Regions from separate parts of the Macaca mulatta genome. Here region 1 is linked to region 2. Evidence: chromatin contacts called from public Hi-C data. All regions are on one chromosome and are shown on one strand. The core of a region is the stretch at or near the end of the contact, and the rest is flanking DNA. Distances in the headings are between cores, read along the strand shown.

Region 1 (4,036 bases), core at 21-2,520, 100 kb after region 2:
CCACAGCCCCACTCTTGGGGTGCTCATGGTCTAGGGGGTGGACAACAGACTCTGGTCCCAGCGGTGATACTTGAGTATAAAGGACACAGTTGGGGTGTTGTGGGGGCCAGGGTCAGACATCAGAGCTGGCCTCTGCCCATGAGACAGGGCCCGTTGGTAGGACCCTGAAGCTGGGCTTTTAGGCTGGGCAGCAGCAGGTGCACGGGCCCTGAGGTGGGCTGGGCCAGGCATAGTCAGGACTGGCAACAAGGGCCGGGAGGAGCTGGGGTGGTCTGGGGCCATTGCGGTGTAATACTGGGGTGTGACATTGAGGGTTCACTGACTGGCTGGGTATGTGGGCTGGGAACGCCACGGGTGGAGGTGGGCACCGTGGTCAGGGGGAGATGAGGATGGATGGGCAGGGTGCAGACGGGCTGGCTGCAGAGCTGACCAGTGTGGGAGGGACGGGGTGTTGGTGAGGCAGGTGGCTGAGGAAATGGTAGCTGCAGGTTTTGGCCCCAGTGCCAGCAGTGGGACTATGGCTATGGGGAGGGAGGAACCCAGGAAGGGGGCCTGAACAGGGTCGTTGGTTGAGTGCGCCATCAAGGGCCTTTGGGTAGGGCTGCCAGAGGCCAGGAAAGGATTGCCCTGCCCACAGGAGCTTGTTGGGAAGAGGGGTGCAGAGCCCCCCCCCACCTCCCCAAGAAACGTGCATCGGGAGGATGAGCCAAGGCAGGCTGTGCTGGGAGGTAGCCTGTTTGTTGTGGGCTCCAGGGGCCTGGGGAGGGTGGGCTGGGCTGTACACATCCGGACAGGTGGAAGAGGATGGGTTCCGGGTGGGGCTGAGTTCTGGAGGCTGGGTGAGAGGCAATGCAGGGGGCCTTCTGGCTGCCCTGGGATGGGTTGGAAGCCACTTGGGATGGCAGGATCTCAGGGAGTGGAGGGGGCCTGGGGCACCCTATGCCGGGCAGAGGATCTATGCCAGGGCACTCAGGGTCTGTGTGTGGCTTTCTCTGTGTCTCCCTGGGCCCTCGGGGCTGTGTGGCCACTTCCTGGCTCTCCTGTGGCTGAGGATCCATGGGGGTCCTTGGAGTCTCCGGAATCTCCCCAGAAGTGACAGGAAGCCGGGCGGGCCCTGAAGGGTATGTTTGCAGAGGCAGCAGCTCCTTATCTTTATGGTTCCCTGGATCAGAGTGGGCCGCCCGTCTGTTCTCTGCGTGCCCACAGTACAGAACGTTTGCCCCAGGGTGGGGCTCTGTGCACCTTCCTTTTCATGAGTTCTGTGACTTGGCCTCCGGGCCTTGGGGAGGAGGAAGTGAAACTGGAGGAGAGCCACCCTCAGCCTGCAGCCTCGAGGCTCCTCTGGGAAGCAGATACTTGGTGCAGGTATCAGGACCCCCACCTGGCAGGCTGGCTTCTGTGCTGTGACCACCAGCACCCCTGCCCTGGGCCCTGAACTTCTGGACAGGGGGCTGTTGACTGCTCTCTGGAAGTGATTTGGTTTTTTTTTTGTTTTTCTTTGAGACGGAGTCTCGCTCTGTCCCCCTGGCTGGGGTGCAGTGGTGCGATCTTGGCTCACTGCAAGCTCCATCTCCTGGGATCATGCCATTCTCCTGCCTCAGCCTCCCGAGCAGCTGGGACTACAGGCGCCCGCCACTGCACCCGGCTAATTTTTTGTATTTTTAGTAGAGACGGGGTTTCACCGTGGTCTCGATCTCCTGACCTTGTGATCTGCCCACCTTGGCCTCCCAAAGTGCTGGGATTACAGGCGTGAGCCACCGCGCCCGGCCTCTGGAAGTGATTTGTAAAATCAGCTTTGCGGAGACGTGATTACATGCCGCAGTTCACTTATGAAAAGTGGGCGCCCTGTGCCTCTAGGACGTTCGGAGTTGTGTAGCCATCACCACCATCCATATCCAGAATGTTTAATGACCCCAAAAGAAAACCCCGTGCCCGTAGCAGTCCCGCCTTGGGGCAGCCACCAGCCTGCTTTCTGTTTCTGTGGCTCTGGCTGTCCAAGGCGTAGCCACACTGCAGGTGGTCAGCAGGTGGTCACCTGTCTGTGTCTGGCCTTGGCGCCATGTTTCCAGGGCCTGTCCACGTGGCGGCACCTGTTGGTGCTTCGTCCCTTCCCGTGGCGGGACGGCATCCCTCGTGTGGACCTACCTCAAGTGTGTGCTCACCAGCTAACAGACGACTGGGTTTTCATAGCACTGTCTAGTCCTACCAGGGGCGGGGCGGGGCGGAGGCCGGGGCCCCACCACTCGCCGGGTGCATCTATGGGGTGGGCGGAGGCCGTGGTGCTGACCACCGTGTCCCTGTCTTACAGCTTCCTCATCGTCCTGGTCTGCCTCATCTTCAGCGTGCTGTCCACCATCGAGCAGTATGCCGCCCTGGCCACGGGGACCCTCTTCTGGATGGTACGTAGCATCTGAGGGCGTGGCTGGATGTCACGGCTGCCCTGGAGGCTGGCATCTCCCCAGCGCTGGGCCCCATAAGGTGGGGCAGAGCCGCCCCCGGCCCCTTGCCCACACGTTGGCCCTGCCCTGATACAGGGGCACCTCCCCAGACCCCACACTTGCCAAGTGACTTGGGATGTATGTGCCACAGGCGAGGGGGGCCAAGGACTGAGAGGAGCCTGGAGCTGGTGGTCTGAAAGGACTTCCTGGAGGAGGGGCTTCCAAGCTGGGCTGGAAGGAAGGAAGGAGGAGGGAGGGTAGAGCTGGCATTGTGGCCAGCCCGGGCCTGCCCGAGCCTTCATGCACAGTGTCCCTGGGGTCTGGGTGACACCTGCCCCTGGGTTATGGCTGGCACACAGGCCCTACTGGTGTCCCAGCAGCAGCACTCACCCCAGGCACCTGGATGGTCCCTTCCATTGGCCTGAGCGGTGTCGGTGCCATTTGTGCCAGGCAGGTGCTGAGAGCAGGGCAGGGCAGGCTCATAGCCTGGTGGAAAACCCCGAAGTTGATCTAGCTGTGAGGCTGCCCGGAAGGCGGGGTGCAGGGACCAGCTGTGTCTGGAACCCACAGGGTCCCCACGTAAGCCGCCTGAATGTGGGCCGTGGGCAATGACTCCAGCAGGACTGGGTCCAGCACCTCTCCGTGGCTGGGCTTTCGTGTTTTCCTGTCTTGTCGTGGAATATTTCCAGTATCTGCAAAGAAAGAGAGTCACGACTCGGGTCCTGGCACGCACAGGCAGCTCTGGGTTGGGCTCTTGCTGCTTTTCGGTGCTGTGTCTTCCTGGCCAGGGGAGCCTGTCCCGCCGGGGTCTAGAGTCCTCTCATGATGGCCTCAGCAGTGGAATCCATCCCATTTCTAGGGAGTCCATTTTAGCTTTCCTTCGTTGCTTTTGGACCTTGAGCCATAGCTGGAGGAATTCACCTGTGGTTTCCTCCAGCCCTCACCAGGTTAACTGTGTGTGCTCCATGGTGGCTGGGAGTTTCCTGGTTAAGTGGTGTGAGGCACAGGCCTGCTGTGCTTCCCAGTTCTCCCAGCGCCATGTTTTCCACAGTCCATCTGTCCTGCCTGATTGGAGGGGCCGTCTTCTCTGTAAACCAGAGGTCCAGAGGCAATAGGAAGGGTCTGCTTTGGGGATTTTTTTGGGGTTTTTCTATTCTGTCCCACTGGTCTGCTGGACTTTTCCTTTACCGGGGCCCTACCGACGTGGTTCTCCCAGTACTAAAGTCAGTTTCATGATGCCATTTTATGCCTCGGCGGGGCTTTCTTTTTGGGGGGTTTCCTGGTGGCGCTTGCAGCCTTGCTTTTCCCAGTGAATGTTGCCATCACCTTATCCAGCCCCGGGAAGAAACCCAATGGCAGTGGGTGAATGAATTGGGGGAGACCGACATCTCGGTGGTCTCCAGGAGCGCGGTGTGTGTGTTTATGGGCAGCGTTTTATGGTTTCATTATGTATATTTCAGGCAGTTTTTGCTAAGTGTATTCCTGATGATAATATTGATGAGAATAAGTTGTTATTGTTCCCATCACATAGGGAGTCTCTAGTCTATCATGGTTTCCAGGCACTTTGCTGGCATCTGTGAAAGCTGTTAATTTCTGCT
Region 2 (4,255 bases), core at 1,415-3,914:
ACCTTGACTTAGGACTTAGCGCTGGTGGCCTCCAGAACCATGAGAAAATCAATTGCCGTTGTTTTAAGATGCCCAGCTCAGGCTGCTGTCACGGCTGCCCAGGGTCCCTGTGCGAGGCCCAAGTCAAGCCTGGCACGACTTCTGGTGACTGCCAGCCCCAGGCAGGACCCACTCACGGACCTCAGCCCCCTCCTCCGGCCAGGCCTGCGGAGGCGCCCTGATGCTGTCAGCACCACGTGGGCCTGAGCCGTCCCTGCAGGGTAATGCAAATCCTCCCGCACTTCCTGCCTGCAGAGCACGAACCAGCCGCAGACCGCAGAGAGGCAGTATTTGAATACGGCCTCCCGCGCTGGTGGAGACGCTTGGCGGTTTTCAGTGTTGGAAGCTCGTGTCTGTGGCCAGGCCCTAGGTGGGGGCTGGAGGCTGGGACACGGCTTGGCATTGCTGTTGCATCCCAGGGCTGCTGAAACAAAGGGCCACACCTCGGGGGCTCAAAACAACAAACGATGATCTCATAGTTCTAGAGGCCAGACATCCCAAATCCAGGCATCGGCGGGGCCGTGCTCCCTCTGGAAGCTCTCGGGTGGGTCCCTCCCACCCCTTCCAGGTTCCCAAGGCGCCAGGTGTCCCTGGCTGTGGCCGCGTGGCTCCAGCCTCCGCCTTGGTTGGCGTGCGGTCCGCCTCGCCTGTCTGTCTCCTCTGCCATCACTGAGTGCCCAGGCCTGCCCTACCCCAGTGTGCAAGGACTCCACTTCCAAATGAGGTCACATTCTAAGCTTCGCAGTGGACAGTATGCCACCATTAGTGTCGCCCCGTCTGGGAGGACACCACTTAACACAGAACAGGCAGTGAGGTGCAGCCCTGGGCGTGGGTCCTCACCCTGGGCGGGAGCCTCACCCTGGGTGGGGGTCCTCAGGCTGGCCTTCATTCCCACCAGGCCCTGCCACACCTGGTCACCCACTGGGGTCAATCCTGGCTACATCTGGACATGTGCCCTGCGGCTGGGGATGCATGGCCAGACTTGTCCCCAGCACAGGGTGTAGGGGTTGGGGTTTGGCCATGACCCTCAGCCTGGGGCACAAGGCTGGGCTGGACGACACTGTTATCCTTACTTTCCCAATGACTCTTAGGCCGTAGATGGGGGACTCCCTCTTCTCTTCCCTTCATCCCCGGTGGGGAAGCTAATGGGGGCCTGGGCCTTGGGAGGGGTCCTACGGGGCTCCCTGACCCTTGAATTCCTCTCCAGTGAACCTCAGTTTTGCCTCTTGGAAGTTCTGGGATAGGACACCCATGAGCACCCTTCAGCCTGGAGCTCAGCAGCGCCTCCCCGACTCTGTGCAAGCCCCCCGGGGGGAAGAGCAGCAGCCATTAGAGGTGGAAGCAGCCACAACCCAAGCTCTGGCCCTTCCCAGGGCCCACAGCACCCCTTTCCTCCCGAGGACGGGGCAGAACTAGGCGCCCGGCAGCTGAGGTCAGGGAAGCCCAGCAGCAGCGTCGGGCAGCCTCACCTTCCCGGTGGCCGCAACCACCCCTTGCCCCACACCCAGGCTCGGCCCCTCCTACACCCACCGGCCAGCCCAGGGGCTGAGGAGGCATTTGGGCAGGTGCTGGGCACCAGGCAAATGGGCCCAGAGGGAGGCAATGCAAACAGCCGGGATTTGCATGAGCAGGTGCCCAGGTCTTCCGCACCCCTCCCTGTGCATCCCAGGGTGGGGCAGGGAGCCGGGGACAGCCAGGGGCCTTCGTGACCCCATCCCAGAACTCCCAAGAGGCAACACTGAGGCAGCGCCCCGGGTAGTGAAGGTGCTGGGGCTGTCAGGGCAGTGGGGCACCTGTAGCCACAGTCATCCCCGAGACAGCCAGAGCCAAACATGGCTTCCCCGGCCTCCCAGGACCAGTGCAGGACAGGACTGGATGGCCAGGTCCTGGGTTCCCAGCCCTGCTCATCCCCACCAGGCTGTGTGACTTCGGGCGGGTCCCTCAGCCTCCCTGGGCCTGTCTCATTTGTGAGATTTGGGGGAACGGCGGGTCACACGGGGAAGGTGTCAGAATGGTCCCTGCACGCAGCAGGCAGGAAGTCAGATGTGTGTCCGTGTCCTCCCTATGAGGATGCCACATCTCCCTGGGCTGCAGTGGAGGACATGGCTCAGGGAAGTGGTGGCGAGAGGACACAGTAGTGACCTGGTGACCCCAGACCCCTCCCACAGCTCCACTCCCCTCACCCTCGGCTTCTGAGCCACACCTGCCTTTGCAGGCTGCCGGCCAGACACTGTGCCTGAAGTCTCAGATCCAGAGCCCGTGGGGCTGGCCCTCCTGCCCAGACCATCTTCCAGCACTGGGCAGCCCTTCCAGAATGCCCCACCTCGCCCACAGTGGGGCCGGCCCTCCACAGCCCAGGGAAGCAGGGATCCTCCCTGCTAAAGATAAGGAAACTGAGGCAAGAGGCAGGGTGTGGCCAAAGCCGCACTGTCCTGGTCCCCACTCCTCTCGTGCCCACCTGCCCTTCCCGCCCGGGAGGAGGGGTTACAATCCTGCCCCTTCTCCCCACCTGGGCTGGCAGTGGTGTGAGGGTCCCTACCTGCCTGCCTTCTCCCCAGTACCCTGACACGCGGCTGCTGGCCAAGGCGCGGGTGGAGCCGTCTGCCTACCTTGCAGGGTGTGCCCGTGGGCCCAGCTCTCAAGCCTCTCCTCCTCTTCCCCGCCCACAACTTCTGGCCGGGGCAGCCAATGCCGGCCCCAGGGAGCTGGCCGTGAACCAACACAGGGCACCACCTGACCTGCTCGGCACGGCCGAGCCCACAGGCCTGCTGTTGTCAAAGCCACCCAGACACCAAGCGCTGGCCTTCCTCAGGTGTGACTGGCACCAAGGCCCTGGGGGCATCTCTAATGTGACTGGGAGAGGAGACCCTGTGTGGACGTGGCTTCTAGGCCACTTAGATTGCTGCTGTTGCCTCCTTTGGTGCTGTCTGGTGGGGTGGCCCGGGACTGAATGCAGCTGAAATCCACCCTGAAATGTGATTGGACAGGGCTCTTCAACCTCGGTTTCCACTCTGAAATGTGATTGGACAGGGCTCTTCAACCTCAGTTTCCACAGTAAGTAGGAACAGGAGCTGCCTCAAGAGCACACGTGTCATCTGGGGTGCTGGGCCCAGCTGTCCCATGGAGGACAGGGAGCCAGAGGGACTGCCTCCTCCCTCCTGTGGCCCTGCGAGGCCACGGGGCATCGGCCCCCATGGTGTCTCATCTGTACTGGAAAGGCTGCCCAGCCATGGGCCAGCTGTGAGTGATGTCCAGTCACCGGTCAGCACTGGGGATGCTCTGTGAGGACTGTCTCTGCATCTGGAGTCAGGACAGGGTGCCAGTGGGACAGAGCGTCCAGTCACCGGTCAGCACCGGGGATGCTCTGTGAGGACTGTCCCTGCATCTGGAGTCAGGACAGGGTGCCAGTGGGACAGAGTGTGCCTCTGGAGTCCCACAGTCCTGGGATTGGATCCTGCATAGCTGTTGAGCTACTTAGCCACTCTGGGCCTCAGTACCTTGGAGTGTCAAACAGGGACTCTAGTAGCCTGGCTTCTGGGAGGCTGCAGGTAACACATGAGGAGAACAGAGCCTGGGGGATACCTCTGTGTGCCCCTTCACAAAAGAGACTCCAAGGACCCCCTGTCCGGGGCCCCCTCAAACCATAAACTCCAGGAATGGTGGGGGACAGTATCTGGGACTTGCTCTCTGGGACCCTGGTGGCCTCGCTAGTCTGGCCTTTCAGCCACCAGAGGGCGCCAAAGGACCACAGGCAGAATCTGAGGCAGTGATGGTAATGGGTGAAGGTGATGGTGGTGGTGGTGATGATGGTGGCAGTAGTCAGGGTGGTGGTGGTGATGGTGGTGGTGGTGGTGGTGATGATGATATTGATGGTCATGATGGTGGTGGTGACAATGATCATGGGGACCGTGCTGATGGTGGTGTTTGTGATGATGGTGGCAGTGGTTGTGATGGTGGTGGTGATTGTGGTTGTGGTGATGATGGTGGTGTTATTGATGATGTGGTGGTGATGGTGGTGGTGGGCATGAGGGTAGTGGGGGCGGTGATGGCCTTACTGTTGATGAGGGTGGCGATGATAGGGATGGCGATGGTGGTGGGAATGATGACAAAGATGATGATGATAGTGGTGCAAATGGCAATGGTGGTGGTAGTGACTGTGGTGTTGTTGTTGATGGTATTAGTGCTGATAAAGGTGGTGATGATGATGTTGATGATG

What was found. Hi-C and Micro-C count contacts between places; a contact is called where the count stands out from the background.
Region 1: a Hi-C map of blood shows a contact between it and region 2, with 6 times the contacts expected there. The contact joins the enhancer-like site here to the promoter of TRPM5 in region 2. A contact is called at or near these places in 8 of 14 Hi-C or Micro-C datasets (CD4 T cells, blood, cortical neurons and 4 more).

What each region holds. Positions count from the first base shown.
Region 1 is chr14:2,437,706-2,441,741 of T2T-MMU8v2.0, forward strand. It overlaps KCNQ1 (potassium voltage-gated channel subfamily Q member 1), which reads left to right. Exons shown (of 16, transcript XM_028833061.2): 2 at 2,309-2,399. Among named protein-coding and RNA genes, the nearest start is that of KCNQ1, 85 kb to the left of the region's middle. Within about 2 kb of position 1,271, at least 5 of the 40 cell types and tissues checked have an H3K27ac peak or open chromatin away from gene starts, as enhancers often do. A contact at or near this core is called in blood, where this site is marked.
Region 2 is chr14:2,333,112-2,337,366 of T2T-MMU8v2.0, forward strand. It overlaps TRPM5 (transient receptor potential cation channel subfamily M member 5), which reads right to left and starts at 2,665. Exons shown (of 26, transcript XR_013403409.1): 1 at 2,579-2,665.